2 separate regions of the Oryctolagus cuniculus genome follow, and region 1 is linked to region 2. A link is a contact called in public Micro-C data. All regions are on one chromosome and are shown on one strand. Each heading gives the region's core, a stretch centred on a gene start, on an enhancer-like site or on the middle of the called end of the contact. The rest is flanking DNA. Distances are from core to core; before and after follow the strand shown. Region 1 overlaps ATG10 (autophagy related 10). Region 2 overlaps SSBP2 (single stranded DNA binding protein 2).

Evidence for each region. A called contact is a pair of places that touch in the nucleus more often than the background predicts.
Region 1: a Micro-C map of ear pinna shows a contact between it and region 2, with 10 times the contacts expected there. The contact joins two enhancer-like sites. A contact is called at or near these places in 4 of 6 Hi-C or Micro-C datasets (ear pinna, psoas muscle, skin fibroblasts and 1 more).

The regions. Positions count from the first base shown.
Region 1 is chr14:5,408,892-5,415,935 of mOryCun1.1, forward strand. ATG10 (autophagy related 10) reads left to right here. Exons shown (of 7, transcript XM_070056382.1): 3 at 4,360-4,498. Among named protein-coding and RNA genes, the nearest start is that of RPS23, 120 kb to the right of the region's middle. Within about 2 kb of position 4,565, at least 3 of the 8 cell types and tissues checked have an H3K27ac peak or open chromatin away from gene starts, as enhancers often do.
Region 2 is chr14:4,813,432-4,820,023 of mOryCun1.1, forward strand. All of the region lies in intron 5 of SSBP2 (single stranded DNA binding protein 2), which reads right to left. Among named protein-coding and RNA genes, the nearest start is that of ACOT12, 96 kb to the left of the region's middle. Within about 2 kb of position 3,275, at least 1 of the 8 cell types and tissues checked has an H3K27ac peak or open chromatin away from gene starts, as enhancers often do.

The DNA.
Region 1 (7,044 bases), core at 3,315-5,814, 600 kb after region 2:
ACAGCCAAAATACAGAACAGTCCTGTCACCACCAAGAGTTCTCATGTTGCCCTTTTACAAATGGACCAACACTACGCAACACTAATCTACAGCTACCTAGTACTAACCTGTTTTCTGTGCCTTATTTTGGAAATCTTATCATTTCAAAGCTGTCGTGTAAATAGAATTGTATGCAACCTTTGGGAATGACTTTTAGCACTTAGCATAATTCCTCCCATCTAGGTGGTATTGTAACAGACTCCATAGAAACATCTGCAGGCTGAAATAGAAAATATTGCTTTCTAAGGTTCTCAGCTCTCTACTAAAGTCTCTGGACGTTCCAAAACTGTCTGGTACTTTTAACTGGAAAAGGAAGCAGAAATCTGTGGGAGTCTGATTTCCACATTGCAAGGGGAACGTTTGCGTGGGTATCGTAAAGGTGACTTTGAACGATGGGAAGATCTCAGCAGACACAAGCCGGGGATTCATACTCACGTAATCCACGTGAAGGCTGCAAAAATGCCTTTCTGCACCGGCGGCTGCCTAGCATAAGACTGGGTGTCGCAGGAGCAGTCCCATTTACAGGAGAAGTACTCCTGCCCTTCAGATCCCACATCCCACAGAGGTACTCAGCTGTCAGTGGAAGCAGTGACTGGACTGCTTTCTCTCTCTCCCTCCATCCCCCCCCTCCCTCCTCCTCCCTCTCCCCCACCTCATTTATTTTATTTGAAAGAGTTAGAGAAGGAGAGGCAGAGAGAGACAAGTCTTCTACCAACTAGTTGGCTCCCCAATTGGCCACGATGGCCAGAGCTGCGCTTTCCAAAGCCAGGAGCCAGGAGCTTCCTCTGGGTCTTCCCACAAGGTTGCAGGGGCCCAAGGACTTGGGCCATCTTCTACTGCTTTCCCAGGCCACAGCAGAGAGCTGGATTAGAAGTAGAGTAGCTGGGACTTGAACTGGCGCCCATATGGGATGCTGGCACCGCAGGCGGCAGCTTTACTCGCTATGCCACAGCGCCAGCCCCTAGCAAACTCTTGAAGAAGCTTGGTCTGCCCTCCTCCCCTACTTTTGAGCCTCCTGACTACTTCAGAGTCTGGATCCATGCTTAGTTGAACACCAGTTACAAGTCTGTGGTGTCAACCTCTGCACATTCTTGGGTTTTTAATTTGAGTTTGTGTGGAAAACATTCTTTGCAAAAAATCATATTCTCCCTGGCAAGACTGGGTCTCAATTTTCTGCAGAAATTGGTGACCCAGTTCCTTAGATTCAGTATGCACTTAAGAACTGCACAGTGGGCCAGCGTCGCGGCTCACTTGGCTAATCCTCCACCTGTGGTGCCGGCACACCGGGTTCTAGTCCCAGTTGGGGCAATGGATTCTGTCCCGGTTGCTCCTCTTCCAGGCCAGCTCTCTGCTGTGGCCCGGGAAGGCGGTGGAGGATGGCCCAAGTGCTTGGGTCCTGCACCCGCGTGTGAGACCTGGAGGAACCACCTGGCTCCTGGCTTCATATCAGTGCAGCGCGCCAGCCATGGCAGCCATTTGGGGGGTGAACCAACGGAAAAAGGAAGACCTTTCTCGGTCGCTCTCTCTCACTGTCTAACTCTGCCTGTCAAAAAAAAAAAAAAAAAAAAAAAAAGAACTGCACAGTGATGGTCCAAGAAGAGAAACAGCCCAATAGAGAATAAACACATATCCCTAATTTATGGTAATAATAACTTTTAAAATCAATGGGGAAAAGATGGACCATTAGAAATCATCTAGGAAAAATTCCTACATCACACTGTACACAAAAACAAGATTCAAATGAATTAATGATCTAAGTGTTAATTTAAAAACATGTTTCGGTGTATAATAAGGGAATTTAACATTTTATACTATTAAAAATGTGTTCATTTGTTTGAAAGAGTGACAGATAGAAAGATGGAGATCTTCCATCTCTGGGTCACTCCTCAAACACCTGCAAAAGGTGCAGCTGGGCCAGGCCAAAGTTGGGAGCCTAGTGGAGACAGAACTTGAACCCAGGCACTCAGATACGTCCTGTGGGTATCCCGAGTGAACTCTTAATCACTATTCCAAATGCCTACCTCCGTCTCTTGCATTTAAAATGCACATATCCTTTGGTACAGTGGTTCTGCCTTTAGGCAGCTGTGCCATAGAAAAATAGAATTGAGTGTATGCAAGGGTGTGTTAAGAGATCCATTGCAGGATGATTTGTAGTAGCAGGAAATTATAATCAACCAAGAATATCTAGCCATTTGGGAATGTGATCAAAAGATGACAGCCGAGTCACACAGTGGGATAATATAGTGAAGACCCTAACAGAGGGGGCTCCCTGGGGTGGGATGGCCTGAAGGGAGCTTCAACAAGCTCATGGAAAATGCAAACTATCAAAAAACTACACATGGATTTCAGAGAAGCTTTTTGTACCAAATAAACTTATCTTTTTTTTTTTTTTTTTTTTGACAGGCAGAGTTAGACAGTGAGAGAGAGAGAGAGAGAGAGAAAGGTCTTCCTTTGCCGTTGGTTCACCCTCCAATGGCCGCCGCGGCCAGCGCGCTGCGGCCGGCGCGCCGCGCTTATCCGAAGCCAGGAGCCAGGTGCTTCTCCTGGTCTCCCATGGGGTGCAGGGCCCAAGCACCTGGGCCATCCTCCACTGCACTCCCGGGCCATAGCAGAGAGCTGGACTGGAAGAGGGGCAACCGGGACAGAATCCAGCACCCCGACCGGGACTAGAACCCGGTGTGCCGGCGCCGCAGGCAGAGGATTAGCCTAGTGAGCCACGGCGCCGGCCATAAGCTTATCTTTTAATTCCATTTTCCCCCAAACATTTTGAAGTCCCTTCATGTTTTGTATGATTTAATGCAAGCAGGGGAGCATGAGGAGGAGGTGTGTATGTGTATGTATATGTTTGCGTGCCAGAAAATATAAAAGTCTGGAAAAGTAAACACTGGTCTGTTAAAAATAGCTACAAATCTGAGGGAGAGGATGCTGGGACTGAGGGGAGCATCTCAGTTTCTATTCTGTGTACTTGTGCCGTGTTTGTAATTCTGTTTTTTATCACCAAGATATAATTATTTTATAATGTTAAGAAAGAAAAATTAAATGCTAAGTAATGTAATTGTTGACTAAAAGGAAAGATTCAGTTAAAAGAGCTGCTTAACAATATATGGACTCATATCTATTGAAAAACAGAGAAAGTCTTTCTTTCTGTCTTATCGATTTTCTGTATCTGGAATATTTATTCCAGTGACTTCTTCCTGGTTATTTAATTCATTGTGTTTAATTGATAGTCCTTACTGGGGCTGAGTGACAGTATTTTGGTTAATATTTGCAGTCATGATTGGTCCACTGAACTATCTCCCCAGAGGACTGGCTGTGAGTGGGGAATCAGTACAGACAGAGATGTGGATCTGGGTCTTAGCTTATTTCCATTGGAAGCCTTGCTTCTTATGGAGGAAGTTGGAAGTTTTTCCAGTGTTCTTCTTGATTCTTTGCTGTCATCATTACTGTTTTGAGGTAGAAATGAACCAAACCAACCTGCTTAATTCCTTCTGCTAATTCGATGCCAAAGGAAATTGTTCAATGCATATAAATTCGTGAATGTGGATGGAACCAGACTGTGACTCAGTGTGTCCAAGTGCTCTGAACACTGAGCTGCAGGCATGAGCAGCCCTCCCCACACACAGAAAAGTCAACCATGAAGAAGGATTAGGTGAGAAGTGATGGGACTATCACCATCTCTGCTTATAAAACCCTGTTTAACTTGACGTTGATATTTGCCATCTACTTTTGCAATAACTCAGAATTTATTGTGGAAATGTACCAGAGAAAACAGAAGCTTCTCCGGGTTTGAAATAACCTAACAAACTCAACCTTTTGCAGAATGGCTTTCTTATTCAAAATGGAAGTGGGAATTGTTCCGCACACAATGAATCATCTCTTGGCAAGTACAATAGAATCTTTAGGGACGTTTCACAGGCTCTTGTTCAACTGTTAGGATGTTTTTAGCTTTCCCAGGTAGGGGAGGAGGTAGCATGCACAGCCATCATCTTGTTGCTAAAATTGTACAGTAAAGATTTTTCAGAGTTGCTGTTGCAATAGATCTTTTTGCTTTTCTTCCCCCTTCCTGTTTCTCTGGCCAGAGCTGCTTTGTCTTCTCAAAAACAATCTGGAATTACTTAATGCTAATGTTTTCTGGTTTTAGTATTTACCCAAGACTCAAATGTTAAACATTAATATGGGAAACTCCCTTTTCCTTACCTCATAGCCCAGTATTTATTTAACTGTTACTTTGCAAGAAGAAAATATAATTTTCCCATCTCTGAGTTAGTACATTTTTGGCTGAAAAAAAAAAAAAACCATTTTGATTTTGCTTTTTTCCAGGAAGCTGCGGAGCTGGCCTTGGACGATGCCGAAGCTGCCGAGGTGCCAGCAGTGTCGCCGGTGATACGATACGAGTATCACGTCTTATATTCCTGTAGCTTCCAAGTGCCTGTGCTGTACTTCAGGGCGAGCTTTTTAGGTAAGACCGCGTCTGAAAGCTCAGTCAGTTCATCACATCGACACAGAAGGCAGAATGCATATTTGGAAAAATATTCTCGAGAGAGAGAGAGAAAGTGAGTTAGAATACGGAAACTGTGGGTGAGGGAAGGCTTTTCCCAGTAAATTTTCTTGTGCTGCGTCAAGGGGATCAAGACTGAGCGTGAGCAGTGTCCCCCAGGCTGCAGTCTGCCCGTGAGCCCTGGCCTACTGCCTGCAGCCAACTGGGCCCCCAAGCCCTTTCGCCCCTCCACACTGAGACAAGTAGAGACAACTTAAAGCTGCACTGGGTATTTGCTTCAGACTTACCAGTAAGAAGTCCCTTCAATCTCCAGTGACCCCATTAACTCAGGAGCCCCCACGCTTCCTTCCCCAAAAGCTAATAATTATTTCAAGAAATGTTTATCAGGGAGCTTAAGCAATGTGTAAAAATAGCGCTAACGTCTCCCCTGGCCACCTATACATTGCGGCCGCCTCAGCTTCGTGCCGTGCGGTTCCTCAGCTCATCCCCCTGCCAGGAAGCTGGAACGCCCTGTCTCCTTGGAGGCCATGGCCCATGCTGCTCATTTCATCAGCAGCCGCCCAGCGTCCTCGCCCTCCCACACACTGTCCACTGCCTGAACTGGGTCAACCCCGAGGCACGCTGGGCTCGGCATGGTGGCCAGGCGGAGCCCCCTGGCCAGCCCACCCCCTGGCCCCTGTGGCTTTCTCAGCAGCACTCTGCATTTGGAACAGCCTTCTAACTTTTTCTAAGACATCTGAGTTTAGCCAATGATATTTTATTTTTAATTAAAAAGTAGCTTAAGCTGCTTCCAATGTGTGTTTGGTAGATTTAATCACTTGCTGCCTTATATTGTTTAATGGTCTCTAATTTTGCAGCACTGGTGGTTTAACAAGCACTTAGAATCTAAAACACAAGAACAAATTCTCATAGACTCCCTAGTGAGAAGATTTTAATCTGAGGTGCAGTTCCTAAGAACTGACAATGTGGGGAATTGAGGACACTGATCGGTCCCTAATTCACAGACTCCTGTTGCAGATTTGTCTCTGTGACTATTAGAAGGCTTTACAACACCCACTTTCTCGTGCTTCTGTTTGGAGCGGAACCCAGAGATTAAAGGGGGTTTCTTGTCAGAAAGCTGCGCCCTACTCAAAAGGAGGAGATAATTCCTTCCCCTGTGGGAGGAGAGTGGTCTTGCTGGGTTCTGGTTTGCAGTGGCTCCACCTAGTACCTCCTCCATCCAAAGAAGAGTCGAGGCTGCAGGTAGAGACGCCAGGAGACGACTTCCTCCACACTGCACTTCCTACAATTAGTATTCACCAGAAGCAGTTAATCACCAGAGAAGAGCTCCCAGAGACAAAACAAGTTGTTGAGCTTGTCAGCGTCGTGGACTCGGAGGTGCTGCAACACGACTGCTTCTGGCTGGAAGCGGGGCTTGCTGAGGCTGGCGGATGAGCTCATGCGTGTGCTGGGCTCTCGTGTGCCAACAGCGCCCCTCTCAGGTCAACACGGCAACCGTTCCCTCCAGTCCAGTGGCGTGAATGACACGCGTGCCCTGCAGAAGAGCCTTTCTTCATGACGACTTTCCATTCCTTCCAGTGGACACACACAACAGGCGCTCTTGGAATCTGTTTACAGACGTGTAGGATGCCCTCCACTGATGTCTAATAAAAGAAAGCCGAAGCAAGTCATTTATTTCATGTGGAAGCATGCCTTATCCTATCCCCCCAGCTCTGTGTTGTAGAGAATGATGGGCATTAGGAATTTTTAAATCCATTTACTGCTTATTCAGGTACATTGAGATATCAAATTTAATTTTTGCGAAGTATACTGAATGTTTTCTTGTAGAGAAACATGAAAAATGGTTCATTTCCTTTGTCGTGTCTGATGATTTCTTACTTCTCTTCTACCTAACCTAAACTCGTGGGTGCTGGGCAGATGCACCGCCCTTTATTCTGGAGTCGTGGTTTTACATTTATCCCCTCCGTCCTCCCCCTCTGACGTCCACTTTCCCTGGTGCTCATCTTTTGGTCCCACACATCTGTCAGGGTGCTGAGTGGATTCCTAGCGTCTTTCTCTTATTCCAGGTCCAGATTTTTCTTTGTCTCATTTTAAGAGAGTACCGACCTAAAAAGAAGATGACTGCAAAATTTCTCGCCCAAGGGTCTTTTTTTGTTGCTTCAAAAATAGTTCACTTAGCCTTGTTTTTGGCAGATATTTAGAATTTCTCTTGCATTTGATGGTTCATAGAAATTAATTTCTTTGCTTTGTCCCCAATTTTTTCTTCCTGTACCTGCTTATTTTTTTTAAATAAGCAAAGCAAAGCAAGTAGTGGGTAATTCCCATTTAAATTAACATGATCCTTTCTCTTATTAATGAGTTGAGGTTTCAGAAAATCTGTATTCTGTTTTTCGAAATGCAAATCCATTAGACTGTGATTTCCTCTTATTCCTCTTTGTGGTCCATTGTCCACCAGGCCAGCTCCTGCCGAGACTCCGCTGACAGCATACCCACTCTTGTCGCTCCCG
Region 2 (6,592 bases), core at 2,025-4,524:
CTAAGGTGTTTTAAAAATCAAGACCTAACTCCCGAATAAATACCAGCTCCCCAGAAACATGTCAAGGGGTCTCATCAAGGCACTTCTTGCTTTTCAGCTTCAACTGCTAGATTAAATAATTACTTTTATTTTATGCCTTAAGTCTTTCTCTCCTAAGAGATCAAGACTACCATGTTACTCGGAGCTTTGTTTTGTCCTGGTTGCTCTAGGAATGTCACTCCTATTGAGCCCTCTCTAGTCAGTAACAGCCTTGCAGAGGAGGAATGTCTCACTGTTTTCTCTCCTTGCTGCCTTATTGCCCTGTCAAAGCATTAGGTCAGCTGGCTACAGTGCAGTCTTGCTAAAAATAGAACCTGGGGAAAACAGAGCAGAGCCGGTGGCCATGCCCAGAGGCCACCACTAGATGGTGGGACAGTGTTACCATTTCAATGCTGCCATTCTGTCTGCAAACCTAATGCCGCTTGGAAACCTGATGCACCGGTATTTTCTGCTGTCCCAGAGTTTGGGATTCTGAGACACAGATGACCACCCTGGTCTGAAACTAAACTGCTTTGTAGACTTTGTCTCCAATATGTTTTTATGATCTTATGCATGTCGAAGCCTTAACATCTCAGCCCAACATCAACATGTCACCAGTTTACACCAGTGACCAGACTGAGTGCATCAAGGCAAAAATCCTAACAAAACACACGGCGAACAGGAACGGAAGTCTACGCAGAGTTTACAATTCGCTATTTACAAGTGCATGCCGCATTAGGCGTGGTTTCAGATTGTTAAATTAGTATCTATTAAGAGATTGCTTTGTGCTTTTATTTAAAAGATGTTAATGTGTTTACTCAGTGATAAGGCCTAATTTTCTTACCAAAAAAACAGCTTTCTAGCGGTAGAAAGGAGGGGAAAAAATGAAGCACTTTCATCCCTTCAGAACCCAGGAAGTGCCCACTGCATCGATGTCCTGCAAGGAATAGTCAATTCCTAAGAATTTTCCTTTGTTTAGTGTACATCACTAAAGAATTTTGATTGCTATATGCAAGTGGGAAGAAACTAATTGGTCTAAGGACTACTGCTGTTTCTTTCAATACAATTGTTGGAACCAAAGGCCTCTGCCCATGTATGAACACTACGAGAACAAATCAACAGCAGCCTGATGCTTTCAATATACAACTCAGATCTCTGGGGCTGGCCTTGTGGCACAGCAGCTAAGCCGCTGCCTGCAGTACAACATCCCATATAGGCGCCAGTTCAAGAGCCAACAGCTCCACTTCCAATCCACCTCCTTGCCAATGCACCTGGGAAACCAGCACCAGATGGCCCCAGGTGCTTGGGCCCCTTCACTCATGTGGGAAACTCAGATGAATCTCCTGGCTTCAAAATAAAAGAAAATTAATCTTTAAAAAGAATCTTCCAGGCCGGCGCCGCGGCTCACTAGGCTAATCCTCCGCCTAGCGGCGCCGGCACACCGGGTTCTAGTCCCGGTTGCCCCTCTTCCAGTCCAGCTCTCTGCTGTGGCCAGGGAGTGCAGTGGAGGATGGCCCAGGTGCTTGGGCCCTGCACCCCATGGGAGACCAGGAAAAGCACCTGGCTCCTGGCTCCTGCCATCAGATCAGCGCGGTGCGCCGGCCGCAGCGCGCCGGCCGCGGCGGCCATTGGAGGGTGAACCAACGGCAAAGGAAGACCTTTCTCTCTGTCTCTCTCTCTCACTGTCCACTCTGCCTGTCAAAAAAAAAAAAAAAAAAAAAAAAAAAAAAAAAAAAAAAAAAAAAAAAAAGAATCTTCCAGGGTCAGCGCTGTGGTGCAGTACGATAAGCTTCCGCCTGCGGTGCCAGCATCCCAAATGGACGCCAGTGTGTGTCCCGGCTGCTCCTCTTCCAGTCCAGCTCTCTGCTATGGCCTGGGAAAGCAGTAGAAGATGGCCCAAATGCTTGGGCCTCTGCACCTGCATGGGAGACCTGGAAGAAGCTCCTGGCTCCTTGTCTCTGTCTCTGATCGGCCCAGCTCTGATCATTGTGGCCGTTTGGGGAGTGAACTAGCAGTTGGAAGATCTTGCTCTCTGTCTCTCCCTCTATTTGTAACTCTACCTCTCAAATAAATTAATAATATCTTAAAAAAAAAAAAAACTTTCAATTTCTTAGCCTAAAAAGTGAAACTTCTGTGTACAGCTCTGGGTGAGCGACAGGAGATTTAGGGTACAGATTCACTTTTGGGGTCTTCCAACCAACGCACACTCTCACATCATGACACAGTACCAGCCAACCTGCACTGCCACACCACGGTGCCTTCAAGCATCGTACTCCCCGCATTCTGTTCTGCTGGAGCGGCCTGACACTGGCCAGACCCATGAGCACTTCGCTGTGTTCCCTGCACCCATCCCAAGCAGCCAGAGTCCCGGCTTAACCGAGCGGCTCTGAGTCCCCCACCAGGCGCGTGGCAGGGGCCGCTCTTCTCTGAGCAGGCATGGAGTCCCTCACACACACCACTCCTTTAGATAAAGCCATGGCTGAGTCATATTTAAATGGTTTACTTTCACTAAACCGATACTTTCTTTTGCATGTCCAACTAGACGACTGGTTTGGACTTAATCGGTCTCCTACAGCTACTGAAGCTCTTTCATCTCAATAAAACCATCAACGTTTAAGTAGGAACAATGCCACAAATAGACACTAAAGATGGCCTTCCAGAGTGAACTGGTGCCACATATAAAATATTAATCACAAGTGTTTACCTTAGAGTTCCAGTTAATTGCTATTGAAACACAACTGTTAGGAATTTACAAGCTCAGAGTTTGTAATGCACTGAAGTCCAGGGTATGGGAAATATTCTTCCGTTACAGTGGAAAACAGGGGCTGCTGGGCAGGGTACTGGGAACAAGAGGGGCGTGTGTGCCCCTTTAGGGGAGCTCCTGCACCATCTTTTGCAGTGAGAGCCCAGAGTATGCAGAGTTCAGAACTAGAGCAGCTCATTCTCGAAGGGCCATCTATAAATTCTTTGCTTTTATCTGCTCATTTAATCTGACAGGCTCAATCCTTTTCTGGCTTGGCCCCATCCCAGCTTCTCCTAAGGAGCCTTGCCTTTCCTCACGCAGAACATAAACACATGCTCACACCCTCCCCAAAGGTCAAGGGCAACAGGAGGCCACCGCCCTGCAGCAGTTACTGGCTGTCCTGAAGCCGAGGCTGGGGGAACTGCTGAGGTCTCATCCCCCAGTGGCCTCTCCATCCCGGCCAGCCTGGGAATCTGCTCACTCGCACAAGTCCCAGGCAGCCCCTCCCCAGGGACTCTCAGTCTCCCTTGCCTGGCCCTGGACTAACCATCAGGACTGTGCCTGACCTTGGTGCTACAGTGTACGAACGCTGACACAGGACAGCACCACCATTCCCCGGATCTGCATTACTCCTGGAAGCCAATGTCTCTTTGAACTGGATTGGAAGCTGCTGTTCTCCTGGCAGACAGCTACTCTCTGTTAACATGCTTTATGCCAGAACCACACGGATGGACTGTCCAGCCACTGCAGGAAGCCCAGGCTGAAATGCAGGAAGCCATCCATCACTACATCACCAAGGGGAAGACAATATTATCATAGTTCGTTTTTTAAGTTTTACAGTTTGAGTGTTTCAGTATTTCCAAGAAGCATTTTTAGAGAAGCTGGACATACCTAAATGGTGAACGGCAGGAAAAGGTATTTGGGATGAGATAAAATAGTCTGCTTGTGTAAAAAGGACATGGCAAGGCTTAAACATATTCCAAACCTTTTCAAACCTCCGGTCTCTCCTGATGTGTGTAAAGACACCAAAGTTTCCAGAGACCCAAAGTAGGAACCTCAGCCCGACCTTGATTGTTCTGCTCCTTGTCTTCTGCCACCAGTCTGGTGGATTCCACACGGCTTCTCACACACCACTGTGAACTTTCTTCCTTTCTAACCTAGAGATCTGACCTTGACCAAGCAACAGCCAATCTGCTGACACCCCTGCATCCAGTCTCTGTCCTTTTTTTTTTTTTTTTTTTTTTTTTAAGATTTATTTAGTTCTTTGAAAGGTAGAGTTACAGAGAGGCAGAGGCAGAGAGAGAGGTCTTCCATCCTCTGGTTCACTCCCCAGATGGCCACAATGGCTGGAGCTGAGCGGATCTGAAGTCAGGAGCTAGGAGCTTCTTCTAGCTTTCCCATGTAGGTGCAGGCACCCAAGGACTTAGGCCACCTTCTACTGCTTTCTCAGGCGATAGTAGGGAGCTGGATTGGAAGTGGAGCAGCCAGGACTTGAACCGGCGCCTGTATGGTATGCTGACACTGCAGGTTATACCACCTATATATACCCTGTATATAACAGGTATACCCATTATACCACAGCGCCAGCCCCTGTTCATCTTTTAAATGTCAGTGACTTGTGGTTCTGGGGTTCACCCTCTTACCTGCTCAGGCTGCATTTCCCCCTGGGTAATTTAGATGTAACGATGATGTGATGATGCCCTTGCAATTTTCAGCTCTAGTCTAGGTCACCACCTTCGGCTGCACATGTGCAGGTCCAGCAGCCTAACAGACACCTTTAAGTGGGGGTTGCACAGAGCCTCACAGCCCCAATTTTGCAGTCTCTAGCTCAGAAAATGATACTTCCATCTGCCCAGATTAGAACAGAAATCAGGATATTATCCTTGAATTCTTTTATTCACGCCTTGCCCATTTGTTTCTCTCTCCACAATCTGTTCACATCACTCTACACCCACTGCCACTGTCATTACCTCATTACCTCTCCCTGCACTACTGTAGCCACCACCAACGGTCTCCCTACTTCGAGGCCTGTCCTTCTGCAGCCCTGACTGCGCACTGCAGCTAGTGTGAGGGTCTTTTTTCTTTTCTTTTTTTTTTTTATTTATTTGACAGATAGAGTTGGACAGTGAGAGACAGACAGAGAGAAAGATCTTCCTTCCATTGGTGCACTCCCTAAATGGCTGCTATGGCTGGTGCTGCGCCGATCCGAAGCCAGGAGCCAGGTGCTTCTCCTGGTCTCCCATGCGGGTGCAGGGCCCAAGCACTTGGGCCATCCTCCACTGCACCCCCGGGCCACAGCAGAGAGCTGGACTGGAAGAGAAGCAACCAGGACTAGAACCCGGTGCCCATATGGGATGTCGGCGCCACAGGTGGAGGATTAATCAAGTGAGCCACAGCAACGGCCCTGAGGGTCTTTTTTCTAAAAAATGCAAATATGGGGCCTGTGCTGTGGCACTGGCATTCATATGGGTGCCGGCTGGAGTCCCAGCTGCTCCTCTTCCAATCCAGCTCTCAGCTAATAGCCTGGGAAAGCAACAGAGCAAGTGCTTGGGGCCCTGCACCCATGTGGGAGATCTGGAAGAAACTCCTGGCTCCTGGCTTCTGCCTGGCCCAGCCCTGGTCATTGCTGCCATTTGGGGAATAAGCCAGCGGATGGAAGAGCTCTCTCTCTCTCTCTCTCCCCTCCTCTCTCTGTAACTCTTTCAAATAAATAAATGTGTAAAAAAAGAAAATATGAACATGTCTCTCTCCTACTTAAACCCTTCAACAGCTGATACTGCCCTCAAGATCAAGTTCTAACTCTTGACTAACCTACAAATCCCCCTAAGGTCCCTCTCCAGCTCATCACCAACTGCCCCACCCCATCCCTTTAGCTACGTAGGCTGTTTCCCCTCTTCCTAGAATCCTCTCCCTACCTCCTCACCTCCTTTGCCACCGCCCTAATTCATCTCTAGATGACAACTAGGATTTCACTTACTATTTCAATAATATCCCGACTTTGCCTTCCCCAGCACTGGGTGTGGCGGCCTTCGGATTTGCTTTAAGAGCTTCCTCCACTCACTGATATGGAGTATCTTCCCGCTTCATGTTCAGTACTCCAGCCTGCCCTGCCCTCCACCTTCGGACGCTGTACTCTCAACACCTGTGCAGAGGTCACTTGGCTGCCGCTTTGCTTCTGTGTATACCATTCCCACTTTCCTGATGGCCCTGCTTTCGCCTGCCTTGCTGGACAGCTTCTCCAAACCAGGCAGACTCAGCAGCTCTCTTCTGGGTCATCTCAGAACTTCACATTTCACCCTGTCGCATATCTTGCTGTATTATGGTTACTTGCTTTGAAATAGCATCTTACCAGCTAAACGGTGAACTTCAAAAAGGTACCTAGTATATCAGCTTGTTTTTAGATATCTACCACAGTGCTAGGCATCCAGCAGAACTCAAATATTTATCACCATTAACTGTTTCAACTATTCTTACCAAGATGTTGAGACAGCAGACATGGAAGGAGAGAAGGTTCACCCTACAACATGTGGAGATGAAAAGGTAGGGTTTAGGGGCTGGTGGTGTAGCGTAGCATAAGCCGCCACCTGCAACACTGGCGGGATATCCCATATGAATGCCGATTTGAGTCTTGGCTGCCCCACTTCCAATCTACTCCCTACTAATGCACCTGGGAAAGCAGCAAAAGGTGGCCCAAGTACTCGGGTCCCTGCACAAATGTGGGAGACCAAGCCTGGCTGTTGTAGTCTTTGCAGAGTAAACCAGTGGATGAATGATCTCTCTCTTCATCTCTGTCTCCCACTCTCTCTGTAACTCTACTTTTCAAATCAATCA